Regions from separate parts of the Rattus norvegicus genome. Here region 2 is linked to region 1. The links are chromatin contacts, called in public Hi-C maps. All regions are on one chromosome and are shown on one strand. The core of a region is the stretch at or near the end of the contact, and the rest is flanking DNA. Distances in the headings are between cores, read along the strand shown.

Region 1 (7,367 bases), core at 1,910-4,409:
TGGGGAGGGAAACGTCATACATAAGGTAACATAGCCTCTCGTGAATCCCCACAGCCAGAAATTCCACAGGCTGTATTTCAAGAGGCCAGACGTTGTTTATGAGACCCAGAGGTTAGCACACCATTATTTCCAGCATACCAGGAAGCTCTGAACAGGCTCTGTTTTGTTCCTTCTTTCCTCTTGGCCTCACTCAAACCATACAGAATCCCAAACATTTGACAATCTGCATGACAATCCATGGTCACCAGCTCATCACAGCAGAAGCCAAAGTAACCTAAACAAACGCTTGGCCAGTCTGAACGGATCCCGGCAGCGCTGAGACCTAGCCCTCTCCTTGAACATCTGAAAACCTAGAGGGAAGGACAACCCTGGGTGTTGAGGCATTGAGATGATGATACATTATTAAAATGTCACGGATTTGAAAGCCCTAGGCAGAGATGCTGCCTTCTGGTTACAATGTATCCCCAATACCGCCTTGAAAATGAGGCTCCTCCCTGGGCCCCACTAGCACAGGTTGTTGCCTCATTCACTGCTCGCTGAACAAGCCTTTAGTTCTCTGCCGTGGTTTTCTGACACTGAGCCTTTTCACGTCTGCTGAGCTGCCTGTTCTCCCAGACAGATGTTTTAAAGGAGACAGAGTCATAACTGGGTATCCTCATTCCCTATGACTGCTTAATAAAGCTCCACAAACTGCTGGCTTAAAACAAGACAAAATGTCTTACATCTCCCGAGGCTGAACACATGGTGTCAAGATGCTGGCTGGGCCGTGCCCACTCCTCAGCTTTCGACAGTGGGCCCTTGCTGAAGTCCTCCAACTTCTGGAGCCCTAGGCATTCCCAAACTGTTTGAAACCCAGCTCCCATCTCTGCCTCCATTTTTGTTTATCCTTCCTCCCAAGACTGCATCTTCCTTCTGAATCTGTTTTTACAGGACAGTCGCCTCCCTAGATCAACCCATAATAGATAGGATCGCCTCCATCTTTGTGATGCCATTTTTAGCTCCATTCTGTCTGCAAAGACCCTACTTGCAGAGAAGCACTCTTGCCTAGGTGCCTTGAGGACAACAGAGCTGTTGGGGAGACATGGTTGAACCCACAGCGGTGAGGAGGCTGCCCCACTGACTCATCTTGCATTCTCACAGGAGGACGCATCAGGTTCCCTGTGTCCCTAGCCTCAGGGGGATTCATTGTTGAAATTTTTGCTCCTAATTGCAGTCCAAATATGTCCTTTATTTCATTCTTCCTCTAGGTCAACAGGCAGAGCCTCCAAACCATGCCATGCCTACAAGACCCAATACAGGTGACAGTTCCCGAGAGAATGGCTAATATGCCACCTCTGCCTCCCAAGTACTGGGGTTACAGGCAGCCATCAGCACACCAGTTAATATGTTGCTAGAGATTGGCCAAGGTCTCATGTACATAGGCAAGTACTAGACCAAGTAAACTACATCCTGACACCCTGCTCGTCTGGAGACATATCTCACTATGGAACCCAGGTTGGCCTTAAATTTGTGGTTCACCTGCATCTGCCGCTCAAAAGCTGGGGTTACCGGCCTCTGCCACCTCAGTTTACAACAGGAAATTTGAAGATAGAAAATCATTCTAGGGGGTAGTAAAGTGTTTTTGGTACAAGAATGGATAGCAGAACCCATGTAAATGTCAAGTGGAGTGACACATACCCACCATCCTGGTGTTGCGTAAGCAGAGACTGGACTATCTCTGGAGTTCATTGTCCATCCAGTCAAACTGAATCCATGAGTTCCAAGTTCAATGAGAAACCTTACCTCAAAAAGTCAGGTGGGGAGCAACAGAGGAAGACGTTCAACATTGACTTCTGATTTCCGCACAATATGATTCTGACTATATAATACCCATAAAATTACTAGAATGGACTGAATTCTAATTCTATTTTTCCTTAGGTACCAGCTCTCTCACTTTGGGATAGTTGATAATTTCACTGATAAATGGGCATTATATTTAAATCAGAAGGTATGCATGGCATTTAAAAAGCTGGTAGAGAAATTTCTTAACACATGACTAATACTAGGTATTCTCTAGTTTCCTCTACTTCTCTTGGTGCTATTCACTTTACACACACACACACACACACACACACACACATGCACATGCATGCACACAATATATATGTGTATATATATGTGTTGTATATATGTGTATATATATATATATCCACAACATATATGGATATATATCCAAGCAAATATATATGTATACATTAAAATGAATATATTTAAATGTATATGTGTTATAATAAATTTATATTCAAGATGAATATATATGTGTATATATACAAGTATATGTATGTATATATATTTATATAAAAGAGGACATGAAGCTAGAAGAAATGTGGGGTTGGGGTACCAGGGGAAGTTGAAAGAAGGTAGGTAGTGGATGAATATGGTAAATATACATTGTATAACTTTCAAATAATAAAAATTATTATTTAAAAATATTTGGTGGACCAGTGAGATAGCTCAGCAGTTAATAAAATTCTTGCCACCAAGACTGACATCCTGAGTTCAATCCCCAGGACCCACATAATAAAAAAGAAGAGAAAGAACTGACTCCCACGATTGCCCTCTGATCTCTATACCCGCATGTGTGCACTCACAGACACACACACAAATGCCATGAACCAAATGGGTTTCATACACCCAAAATGCCCAACATCAAGACCCCAGAACAATTAGGTTTGGCAAGGATCCATTTTTCTAGTTTACTGTGTTCTCACACAGTGCAAGGGGGGCTGTGCTCTCTGAGACCTCTTTGATAAGGACACCAACCCCAGTTAGTACTCCACCGTACTCTGACTCTCTCTCAATACTATCTCTTTGAGGATTAGGATTCCCACAAACAAATTTGAGGGAGAAGGTCAGACCTTAGCAGATTAGTTTTTTAATATTTATTATGTTATCATTTTATATGAGTCAGTGTTTTACCTGCATGTATGTATGTGCACCTCATATGTCTGGTGCCCACTGAGGTCAGAGGACGGTGTCAGATCCCCTGGAACTGGAGTTACAGATGTTTGTGAGCCACCATGTGGGTGCTGGGAAGTAAACCCAGGTCCTCTCTCTTCAAGAGTAACAAATGTCCCTCCTAGCCATTGAGCTCGCTCCAGCCCCATGGCACGTTTTAAAACACCGTAGTCCCAGCTGCTGTTCAGAGCCTTCCAACACTCCTCGCCACCGCTCTAACCCACTGCTAGCTCCTGCTGCTTTAGAATGCCATCCACTGAAAAACTTCATAGATTCACATCGCTAGAAAAACTCACTAAAGGAGGAACATGAGTCCTAGAGGACCACATTTTCAGAACAGATAAACGGTCGCTAGGGCAACACCTGGCACCCGGGGATCTCAACACATACTTTCTGACAGAGTCAAAAGAACATCCCTCTTTTTAAAAAAATGTACAACGTCTATGTAAGTTTAATGTGAGCTTTACCCTAAAAAACATGTAGAACGAAAGTGTCCTTTCCAGCCAGTACTGAGGAAGGAGAGGCACGCGCCTGCTTATATTTATCCCGCACTCTATTTTTACCCAGTCTAGGATTGCAGTCAGGAAATAGCCCCATCCACAGCTGGTGGGTCTTCCCACAGCAATTAACAAATCAGGACACGGCCACAGACAGGACCACAGGCCAGCCTGATCTAAGCACTCCTTCACTGAGACTCCCTTCTCAGGGGATTCTAGATTTTGCCAAGATGGCAAAACTAACCATTGCAACTCCACGGCTGGCAACATGCCACAGAAGTGCATCCTTTTTTTTAAAGATATATATATATATATATATATATATATATATATATATATATATATATATATGCATACATACTGTTGCTATCTTCAGACACACCAGCAGAGGGCATCAGATCCCACTACAAATGGTTGTGAGCCACATGTGGTTGCTGGGAATTGAACTCAGGACCTCTGGAAGAGCAGTCAGCACTCTTAACAACTAAGCCATCTCTCCAGCCGTCGTGCATCACTTTTGTTTTTTAGAGATTTATTTATTTCACGTATGTGAGTACACTGTTGGGTTTTTTTTTTCAGAGAGAAATTGCATTTTATTTGTTTTTTTTGTTTGTTTGTTTGTTTGGTTTTTTTATTAACTTGAGTATTTCTTATATACATTTCGAGTGTTATTCCCTTTCCCGGTATCCGGGCAAACATCCCCCTCCCCCCTCCCCTTCCTTATGGGTGTTCCCCTCCCAACCCTCCCCCCATTGCCGCCCTCCCCCCACCAGTCTAGTTCACTGGGGGTTCAGTCTTAGCAGGACCCAGGGCTTCCCCTTCCACTGGTGCTCTTACTAGGATATTCATTGCTACCTATGAGGTCAGAGTCCAGGGTCAGTCCATGTATAGTCTTTAGGTAGTGGCTTAGTCCCTGGAAGCTCTGGTTGCTTGGCATTGTTGTACATATGGGGTCTCGAGCCCCTTCAAGCTCTTCCAGTTCTTTCTCTGATTCCTTCAATGGGGGTCCTATTCTCAGTTCAGTGGTTTGCTGCTGGCATTCGCCTCTGTATTTGCTGTATTCTGGCTGTGTCTCTCAGGAGCAATCTACATCCGGCTCCTGTCGGTCTGCACTTCTTTGCTTCATCCATCTTGTCTAATTGGGTGGCTGTATATGTATGGGCCACATGTGGGGCAGGCTCTGAATGGGTGTTCCTTCAGTCTCTGTTTTAATCTTTGCCTCTCTCTTCCCTGCCAAGGGTATTCTTGTTCCCCTTTTAAAGAAGGAGTGAAGCATTCACATTTTGATCATCCGTCTTGAGTTTCATTTGTTCTAGGCATCTAGGGTAATTCAAGCATTTGGGCTAATAGCCACTTATCAATGAGTGCATACCATGTGTGTCTTTCTGTGATTGGGTTAGCTCACTCAGGATGATATTTTCCAGTTCCAACCATTTGCCTACGAATTTCATAAAGTCGTTGTTTTTGATATCTGAGTAATATTCCATTGTGAAGATGTACCACATTTTCTGTATCCATTCCTCTGTTGAAGGGCATCTGGGTTCTTTCCAGCTTCTGACTATTATAAATAAGGCTGCGATGAACATAGTGGAGCACGTGTCTTTTTTATATGTTGGGGCATCTTTTGGGTATATGCCCAAGAGAGGTATAGCTGGATCCTCAGGCAGTTCAATGTCCAATTTTCTGAGGATCCTCCAGACTGATTTCCAGAATGATTGTACCAGTCTGCAATCCCACCAACAATGGAGGAGTGTTCCTCTTTCTCCACATCCTCGCCAGCATCTGCTGTCCCCTGAGTTTTTGATCTTAGCCATTCTCACTGGTGTGAGGTGAAATCTCAGGGTTGTTTTGATTTGCATTTCCCTTATGACTAAAGATGTTGAACATTTCTTTAGGTGTTTCTCAGCCATTCGGCATTCCTCAGCTGTGAATTCTTTGTTTAGCTCTGAACCCCATTTTTAATAGGGTTATTTGTTTCCCTGCGGTCTAACTTCTTGAGTTCTTTGTATATTTTGGATATAAGGCCTCTATCTGTTGTAGGATTGGTAAAGATCTTTTCCCAATCTGTTGGTTGCCGTTTTGTCCTAACCACAGTGTCCTTTGCCTTACAGAAGCTTTGCAGTTTTATGAGATCCCATTTGTCGATTCTTGATCTTAGAGCGTAAGCCATTGGTGTTTTGTTTAGGAAATTTTTTCCAGTGCCCATGTGTTCCAGATGCTTCCCTAGTTTTTCTTCTATTAGTTTTTTTTTTTTTTTTGGTTCTTTTTTTTCGGAGCTGGGGACCGAACCCAGGGCCTTGCGCTTCCTAGGTAAGCGCTCTACCACTGAGCTAAATCCCCAGCCCCTCTTCTATTAGTTTGAGTGTGTCTGGTTTGATGTGGAGGTCCTTGATCCACTTGGACTTAAGCTTTGTACAGGGTGATAAGGATGGATCGATCTGCATTCTTCAACATGTTGACCTCCAGTTGAACCAGCACCATTTGCTGAAAATGCTATCTTTTTTCCATTGGATGGTTTTGGCTCCTTTGTCAAAAATCAAGTGACCATAGGTGTGTGGGTTCATTTCTGGGTCTTCAATTCTATTCCATTGGTCTATCTGTCTGTCTCTGTACCAATACCATGCAGTTTTTATCACTATTGCTCTGTAATACTGCTTGAGTTCAGGGATAGTGATTCCCCCTGAAGTCCTTTTATTGTTGAGGATAGCTTTAGCTATCCTGGGTTTTTTGTTATTCCAGATGAATTTGCAAATTGTTCTGTCTAACTCTTTGAAGAATTGGATTGGTATTTTGATGGGGATTGCATTGAATCTGTAGATTGCTTTTGGTAAAATGGCCATTTTTACTATATTAATCCTGCCAATCCATGAGCATGGGAGATCTTTCCATCTTCTGAGGTCTTCTTCAATTTCCTTCTTCAGTGTCTTGAAGTTCTTATTGTACAGATCTTTTACTTGCTTGGTTAAAGTCACACCGAGGTACTTTATATTATTTGGGTCTATTATGAAGGGTGTCGTTTCCCTAATTTCTTTCTCGGCTTGTTTCTCTTTTGTATAGAGGAAGGCAACTGATTTATTTGAGTTAATTTTATACCCAGCCACTTTGCTGAAGTTGTTTATCAGCTTTAGTAGTTCTCTGGTGGAACTTTTGGGATCACTTAAATATACTATCATATCATCTGCAAATAGTGATATTTTGACTTCTTCTTTTCCGATCTGTATCCCCTTGACCTCCTTTTGTTGTCTGATTGCTCTGGCTAGAACTTCAAGAACTATATTGAATAAGTAGGGAGAGAGTGGGCAGCCTTGTCTAGTCCCTGATTTTAGTGGGATTGCTTCAAGTTTCTCTCCATTTAGTTTAATGTTAGCAACTGGTTTGCTGTATATGGCTTTTACTATGTTCAGGTATGGGCCTTGAATTCCTATTCTTTCCAGGACTTTTATCATGAAGGGGTGTTGAATTTTGTCAAATGCTTTCTCAGCGTCTAATGAAATGATCATGTGGTTTTGTTCTTTCAGTTTGTTTATATAATGGATCACGTTGATGGTTTTCCGTATATTAAACCATCCCTGCATGCCTGGGATGAAGCCTACTTGGTCATGGTGGATGATTGTTTTGATGTGCTCTTGGATTCGGTTTGCCAGAATTTTGTTGAGTATTTTTGCGTCGATATTCATAAGGGAAATTGGTCTGAAGTTCTCTTTCTTTGTTGTGTTTTTGTGTGGTTTAGGTATAAGAGTAATTGTGGCTTCGTAGAAGGTATTCGGTAGTGATCCATCTGTTTCAATTTTGTGGAATAGTTTGGATAATATTGGTATGAGGTCTTCTATGAAGGTTTGATAGAATTCTGCACTAAACCCGTCTGGACCTGGG
Region 2 (7,132 bases), core at 2,638-5,137, 45 kb after region 1:
CCAAAAAACAAACAAAAGTGGTACTAAAGATGTAGCACTGTAGATAGTAAAGCACTTGCCTAACATGCATGAAGCCTCCATTCAATCCTTAGCACCCCGAGCCAGACACAATAGTGCATACTTACAAAGCTATTACCCAAGAGGCAAACACTTAGCCTTGGTTACACACTTAGTCCAAGGGAACTCTTAGGCATAAGAGAACCAACAAAAATGAGACCTCAGGAGAGTTAGTTAACTACTTTAAAATTCATTTCTTCATCTCCAAATTGTGGATAACCATAAGTTATGGTAAATATGAAGCAGGGAAAGAACATGTATTATAAAGCACAGCCGTAGGGTTAGTTTGTATTACATGTTTATGTCATTGCCTCCTATACAGGGTTGGCGTAGAGTAAATGTCAGTATATACAAAGGACTTTAAAAAGTGTCCTACAGAAAGAGCACTAGCAGGGTGTGTGGGTACAGGCATGTAAGCCCAGCTACTGGACAGGACTCAGGAGGAGGATCACAACTGCAACTTAGTGATGCTCTACCTCAGAAGTGAACATGTGGACATGACTCAATGATAGAGCGCTTGCCTAGAACAATCAAGGCCTCAAGGTCAAGCCCAGAGTGGGAGGGAAAGGGGCAGGGGAAAAGAGGATAAAGGAGAAGGGGAAAGAAGGAAGAGATGTGGAGGGAAAAAGAGGGGGGAGGGGAAGGGAGAGGGGAAGGAGAGGGGAAGGAGAGGGGAAGGAGAGGGGAAGGAAAGGGGAGTTACTAACATATTACATATACCTTGAATCAAATCTTTTAAAAAATATGCCCCAGTGGTCTAAGCTATCATTACCTCTTGCCCCAAATCATGCAGCTTCCTGCCATTGGTTACACAATCTTTCCTACTCTACACTGTTCCCTGTAACAGTGATCTAGTAACAACTTCAAACTCTTTCTCTGGCTCTCTTAAAGACAAGGGCCTGTGCTCATGATAACCTTTATAGCCAGAATAGGTTCTAGCATATAGCAATGTACTTAACAAATACATGTAGCTTTTATGTGACTTCATACAACCAAATCTTTTCATAGCTCTCATAGGCTCTGTATGCAGATTTCTTCCTTACCTCCCAAGGATAAACCTTGGTATTTGCAAAAAAGAAAAAAGGAAAAAAAGGTCTCCATCACATTCAAAAAGGCTATCATCAAAAGTACTAGACTTAATGGATGCTTCCACCTGGCCTTGCGTTCCCTAACTTAAAAATAATTTCTGAAAAAAAAATAATTTAGGCACAAATCATTTCTAATAGACATTTAGAATAGGACCTAGATGAGAGAAGTGTAACTATCCATCAAATAATTAATGAACATCTTATCCTGATCTGGGAACTGGACATGTACACTAATTGTCATTTTGGGTTGCCCTTGAAATAATCCTTTAAGTAGTTAGACATAACTTACTTAGCAAAATAATCATCTAATTAATTTAAACAAATACATACACATGTACAGATATATATATAATTGCAGAGAGAACTATCCAATGATAGGTATAATAAAGTTAATATGCCAGCTGTGTTGGCTCATGCCTGAAATCATAGCACTAAAGAAACTAAGGTAGGAGGGTTATTGTGAGTTCAAGACCAGACTGGGCTATCTCAAAATAGTAGCAGTAATAATAAAAGCAACAACATACTTGGTACATGCCAATTACAGTTTAAGTGCCATTCCATTCATAATCTCATTTTATTTTCACTGTATGTACATATTAGGCTCCATGACGAGAGGCACAAAAGATTAAGAAATCTCCCAGAGAGAACTGGGCATATGACTCCTTAGTAAGTGTGACTGCTTAGCATATACAAGGCTGAAGGCTCAACCCCCAGAACTGAGTAAAAGAAGCATAAGACAGGCAGGCAGGCAGGCGCGCGCGCGCGCGTGCGCGCGCGCGCACACACACACACACACACACACACACACACACACACACACACAGCTATGACAGTGAGAATTGGAATTCAGGAAGCCAAGCACCGGAGCCCAAGCTTGCTGCTGAGTTGTTTTTACACATTGTCATTCTGAATGACCTCAAAGACCCCAAGCTTGATCTGACACTAGTCTCAAAAAAGAGCAATCAGCATTTGAGTAAGGCATATATATATATATATATATATATATATATATATGTGTGTGTGTGTGTGTGTGTGTGTGTGTGTGTGTGTGCTATATATAGCACATCTGGAGCCGCTGTAAAACCTAAGCTATGCACCCTGTAAGTAGGAGTGGAACTAGGCTGTAAGGAGTGTCTACTGGAAATGTGTCCCCTGATGATAGACCAGCTGCCTTTCAATTTTTCAGCTAATGGCCCTGAGAAAGATCCTGCAGCCCAGGAAATGATGAATGGTGCTCAAATGAGCTGGGACAGCATGATGCTCCTTCTTGGCTCTCCTACCCCAAAGGTAGCAGTCTCTGTACACAGAAGGTACATCTCACAAGTGAGGAAGTGCTGGCTCAAGTTCCGACTCTCAGCATCCATGTTATATCCAGTTATCCATCTCCCCAGCATTAGAGGATGGAGATAGTTGCATCCCAGGAGCTTGTTGGCCAGCCAATCAGTAAGCTTCAAGTTCAGAGAGACTTCCCCCCGAAATAGAGATCAATAGAAGATATTAGAAGTTGGCCTCTGGCCTTCATGTGTACACACATATGAACACATACATGCATACATACAAGTAACACTTTAAAAGAAAGCATACCTCCATCCTGTCATTGGGCAGCCTATAGTTTTAGTTAAGCCCTACTTTGGATCATGCCCTATTAGAATATGGGGAAAGCTACTCAAGATTTTTATAATGTCGGCAATTTATAAAATGAGGCAGCAAGACTTAAAGCATTGGATCCTACCCTTGTGTTTAAGCTAACATAACTCACATGGTAGCTACTGAAGCTTTACTCAAATTACTTTGTCCTTTTGGAGACTTCAAGACTTCTTCCCTGTCTCTACACTTGCTTCCTGCTCTTGCTCTGCTCACTTGTTGCATGCTAACCCCAGCACTGGGATGACATACACTCCTCCTCTATTGCTGCAGCCTTTAAGCCTAGCTCATTCTATTGGATGAAGTAGCAACTACAGCTTCCCTTCTGCTTTTGCCTTTTCTTTAGAAGACACATGTTCTATTTCCATTCTTCAACAGGTACAGCTAATATGGACACGTTTCACAAAAGTTTTGAACAGTGTCCTTACTTTTTTCCCATATAGAATTATCCTCCATCACCCTTTCAACTTCCATGTCATTGTCCAGCATTCTTATCCACTCCTAATTACATGCTGTAAGGCTTACATCATCTACCGGGGCTTTGTTTAGTAGGCCTTCTGACCACTGGAGCCCACTGACCCTAATCTTTCTTCTTATAGTCTGTGCTCATGCCAACATCTGAAGTAATTAAGGGCTGGTTTATGCATCTCCTACTGCCATTTCCACTGCTCTTTTACTACTGTGTCTAGCTTAAGGACCTGGCCAAAGGTTATGGGAGTTGTGTCTGAATCTTCAGAAGAAATGCTCTGGCTTCTCGAAATCACCTAGAGGTATGACCAATGAAGTACCACTGCAGAGTCCCTGTTTACTGGTTTGTGGGTCACACAGGTAGTCAAAAGTTGGACTGCAAATTATCAAGATCAGTACAACAAAGGTCTCCCCCAATAGAGTATTTGTCGTTGCTTAATAGGCATGCCTGCTCTTTATGAGGTTGGTTCTCTTTGCACATTTACGTGGGTTCCAAGGACTGAACTTGGATCACAAGGTTTGCATAACAGACCATCTGGTCCTGAGTGTTTAATTCATCTCTATGCTAAGCATTCTGTGGACTCCTTCCTTCGCATTTTCCCACATTCCTTAGAAGTCTAAGGTATGCTGTACTTGGCAACCACTCTGTGCAAGGCTAGTTTTATCAGATCCTTGCAAGGATCCCTTCTTGGCTTTGTTTCATCAGCCTTATTTTGTGCCTCTTCAGCAATGTTTAGAGTTCTCTTTTCTAATATACAGCTGGATGTGGCTCAGTGATAGTGTTTGCCCACCATGTGCAAAGCCCTCAATTCAATCCCTACTTCCTTCCATGGAAAGCATTTTCAGGGAATCGAATCCACATCATCTTTCCAAAAGCAGAGCCTAAATAGTTAAAAAGGCTCCACACCGATCCTAAAACAAGAACTGAGATGAAAACAAGGAGAACCAAAGGGATGGGAAAGAGATGAGAAGCGCATCAAGAAAACAAATTTAGTCTGAAAATGACAAAAATGAAAGAACACAAAAAGATGAAGACAAGAAGCACAGGACAAGATCATGACTGAAACATGAACAGGGAACCCATATTCTCCCTCCTGGGGCACACTTCAGCATCTGGACTGCTTGTTGTCAGCACTAAAGATGATAATCAGGGAATGGCAGCAAGACAAGTATAATAATACTAGAAAGACTAGTTGTCACAAGCCTACGAAAATGCTTCAAATTCTTCCAATCATAGGAGCATGGGCAGAACTCTCAACACAGTTCACTCATGGCTTTTGACCCTGTCACTGCACACTACATAAAAACTCAAAATTGTCACAATGATGCAGACAGACCCTTAACAGCAATGAACTACTGTCTCCAGCTTTTCTTTCTTTCTACGTCTGCCAGTAATCCTGGCTGGAACAGCTGAAGAACCTGTTTTAAGGGACAAACTCAAAAAGTCTATCCTATGAAAAAGCAGTTTGCTTTAGGCAGTATCTTTCTTCCATGTTTGTTTTCTTGATCTCCTTGGCTTTGAACAACGGAACCACTTGCTCCCTAGTTGAAGTACCCTGTAGTTCATTAATTCATAATCCAGGACATGCTTTCTGCCTTAAAAGGCACCATATTCAGGGTCTGCCTGGGAATTGCCTCGATGATTTACAGGGTAGAGAAGTACTAGAACTTAGCCTCAGGCCCAGCCTTGGTGCTTCCTCGACTGTTCCCTTTTATGAATTATTACTCACTACTATTACCAAGAGTTAGCCAGTCATTCTGGGGTCCATACGGAAAATAAGCAAGTGTCCTAGGGTTTCAAGTTAGATAGCCACCTACATTAACCATAAAACCTATGTCACTTTACAGGGATAAGATTCCTGAGACCAACTTGTGAATCAATTTCCAAAGTGAAATGCAGGAATTTATTGTGGTATTGATATAGTACTCGTGATCTTGTGCCATAGGCAGTTAATCTACCTCAGAGATATAGGCCCATTCCAAGGGGCTATGGGAGAATTGATCTTTTTATTTTCTGAGATAAGAATCTGACAATGTAGCCCAGGATGGTGTCAAACTTGTAGCAATCCTCCTGTTTTGGCTTCCCAAATGCTACAATTACAGGCATGTTTTACTATACCCAGTTTTGGAATATATAATTTCAACCAACAGTACAGTTAATTCTTATATACTTACTCAGGCCCCTAAAAGTAGATCTACCAATTCTATAACATTTAAAAAGTACTAAGGGGGACGAGAGATACCCTAACAGTTAACTTGCTTTCAGAAGACCCAAATTCTGTCTGAACCAGCCCATAATTCCTATGGCTCTCAGAGGCTCCCAAGGACACACACCCAACTGGCTCTCTCCTCTCTCTCTCTGCCTTTCTCTCTCTCTCTCTCTCTCTCTCTCTCTCTCTCTCTCTCTCACACACACACACACACACACACACACAAAGAAAAAAAGCTTTTTAAAAAGTAACAAGAAAAGGGAATGGAAAGACAGCTCTGCAGTTAAAAAGCACTGGATGCAACACTCTCTCCTGGTCTCTTTGGACATTATACACATGTCCAAAGTGTGTAATGCAAGACATCCAGGCAGACAAAACACCCATAGATATAAAAATGGAAAAAAAAACTAACAAAAAACAGAAAAAAATATCAAAACAAAACCTGAGGGGGCTGGGGATTTAGCTCAGTGGTAGAGCGCTTACCTAGGAAGCGCAAGGCCCTGGGTTCGATCCCCAGCTCCGAAAAAAAGAACCAAAAAAAAAAAAAAACAAAACCTGAGAAGAGCCACTAAGAAGGAACAAATTCCAAAAGTTTCTTAATGTTAGTATGAGTAAGAAGTATCAAGAAGCCTGCTTCAAAAACATTGTCAAGTCTGCCAAGAACTTTCCAGAAAATCAGGCGTGGGGGTACAAGCTTATAATCTCAGCGCCTGAGAAGGATTGCCACAAGCTGAAAACCAAACTGGATGGGCTAGCTACACAGTGAGGCCTTGTCTTAAAAAACCAAACCAACCATATTCAGCGTTTATAGATCAATTGGTTCAACATTTCATTTTAGGTATGAGCATGAATAGCTGATTCATTGACTGGCCGAGACTACGTCTTGCTATGTAACCCGGGCTGTGTCTGTCACCTGAGAGCTGGGATTAGCAGTGTATACCACAGGGCTGGCATGCTCGAGACCTTTGAGAACTGTGTCTGTAGCTGAGCATGGTAATTTGCACCTATAATGACAGCATTGAGACAAGCAGGAGGATCATGAGCTTAAGGCCAGCCCTCAGCAGGGCTTCAATCTAACTCAATACCAGTGAGGAAAGGTTGCTGACCAATGGCCAGGTTTTTCTACAGAGCAAAGGCTCATGTTTTTGGCTTTGAATTTTATTCTTCAGGTCTAAGACTACAGGTGTTAAGTGCATTCAAGCCTTAATCTACACGGTGACACTGCGGGGGCTGCTTGGTCTCACTAGCCCCCCAAAGGTTCTTACGATCCTGGACTATCACTGGGAACAGCCAAATAACTGTAACTGAAGATGTTGCTATATAATGAGCATTTTACACAAATTCTCTGGTGGTTTTTAAATTATAAGACAGGACATAAGGGCCCTGGAAAAGTATTTTCCCATGAGCCTGAATCTTTGGTCTCTGCAGTAAAGATAACCCCAGTAGTCTGGTTTCTGTTAACCATGTACAATTTGCCAGGATGTCCTATTGAACAAGCAAACCGAGTCCATAGAGCCTGAGAAGCATTGCCATGCCCTGTGATTAGTGCTCGAGTGCAGAGGACTTTGAAACCTTTCACATTTACTAAGGGAGATGTTGGGACTGCTGGCTTCTGATCGTCTAGATTTGCTGTTGTGTTCTAAAGAGCCATGTGTTAGAGGGGTT

The links. A called contact is a pair of places that touch in the nucleus more often than the background predicts.
Region 2: a contact with region 1 is called in a Hi-C map of frontal cortex, with 1.6 times the contacts expected there. The contact joins two enhancer-like sites. A contact is called at or near these places in 4 of 12 Hi-C or Micro-C datasets (the A7r5 cell line, the Rat2 cell line, frontal cortex and 1 more).

Annotation. Positions count from the first base shown.
Region 1 is chr3:90,038,697-90,046,063 of GRCr8, forward strand. LOC108350412 (a long non-coding RNA gene) reads left to right here. Exons shown (of 4, transcript XR_001837170.3): 4 at 1,248-2,469. Among named protein-coding and RNA genes, the nearest start is that of Tfpi, 62 kb to the left of the region's middle. Within about 2 kb of position 3,160, at least 4 of the 93 cell types and tissues checked have an H3K27ac peak or open chromatin away from gene starts, as enhancers often do.
Region 2 is chr3:90,082,479-90,089,610 of GRCr8, forward strand. No RefSeq gene overlaps it. Among named protein-coding and RNA genes, the nearest start is that of Ctnnd1, 55 kb to the right of the region's middle. Within about 2 kb of position 3,888, at least 12 of the 93 cell types and tissues checked have an H3K27ac peak or open chromatin away from gene starts, as enhancers often do.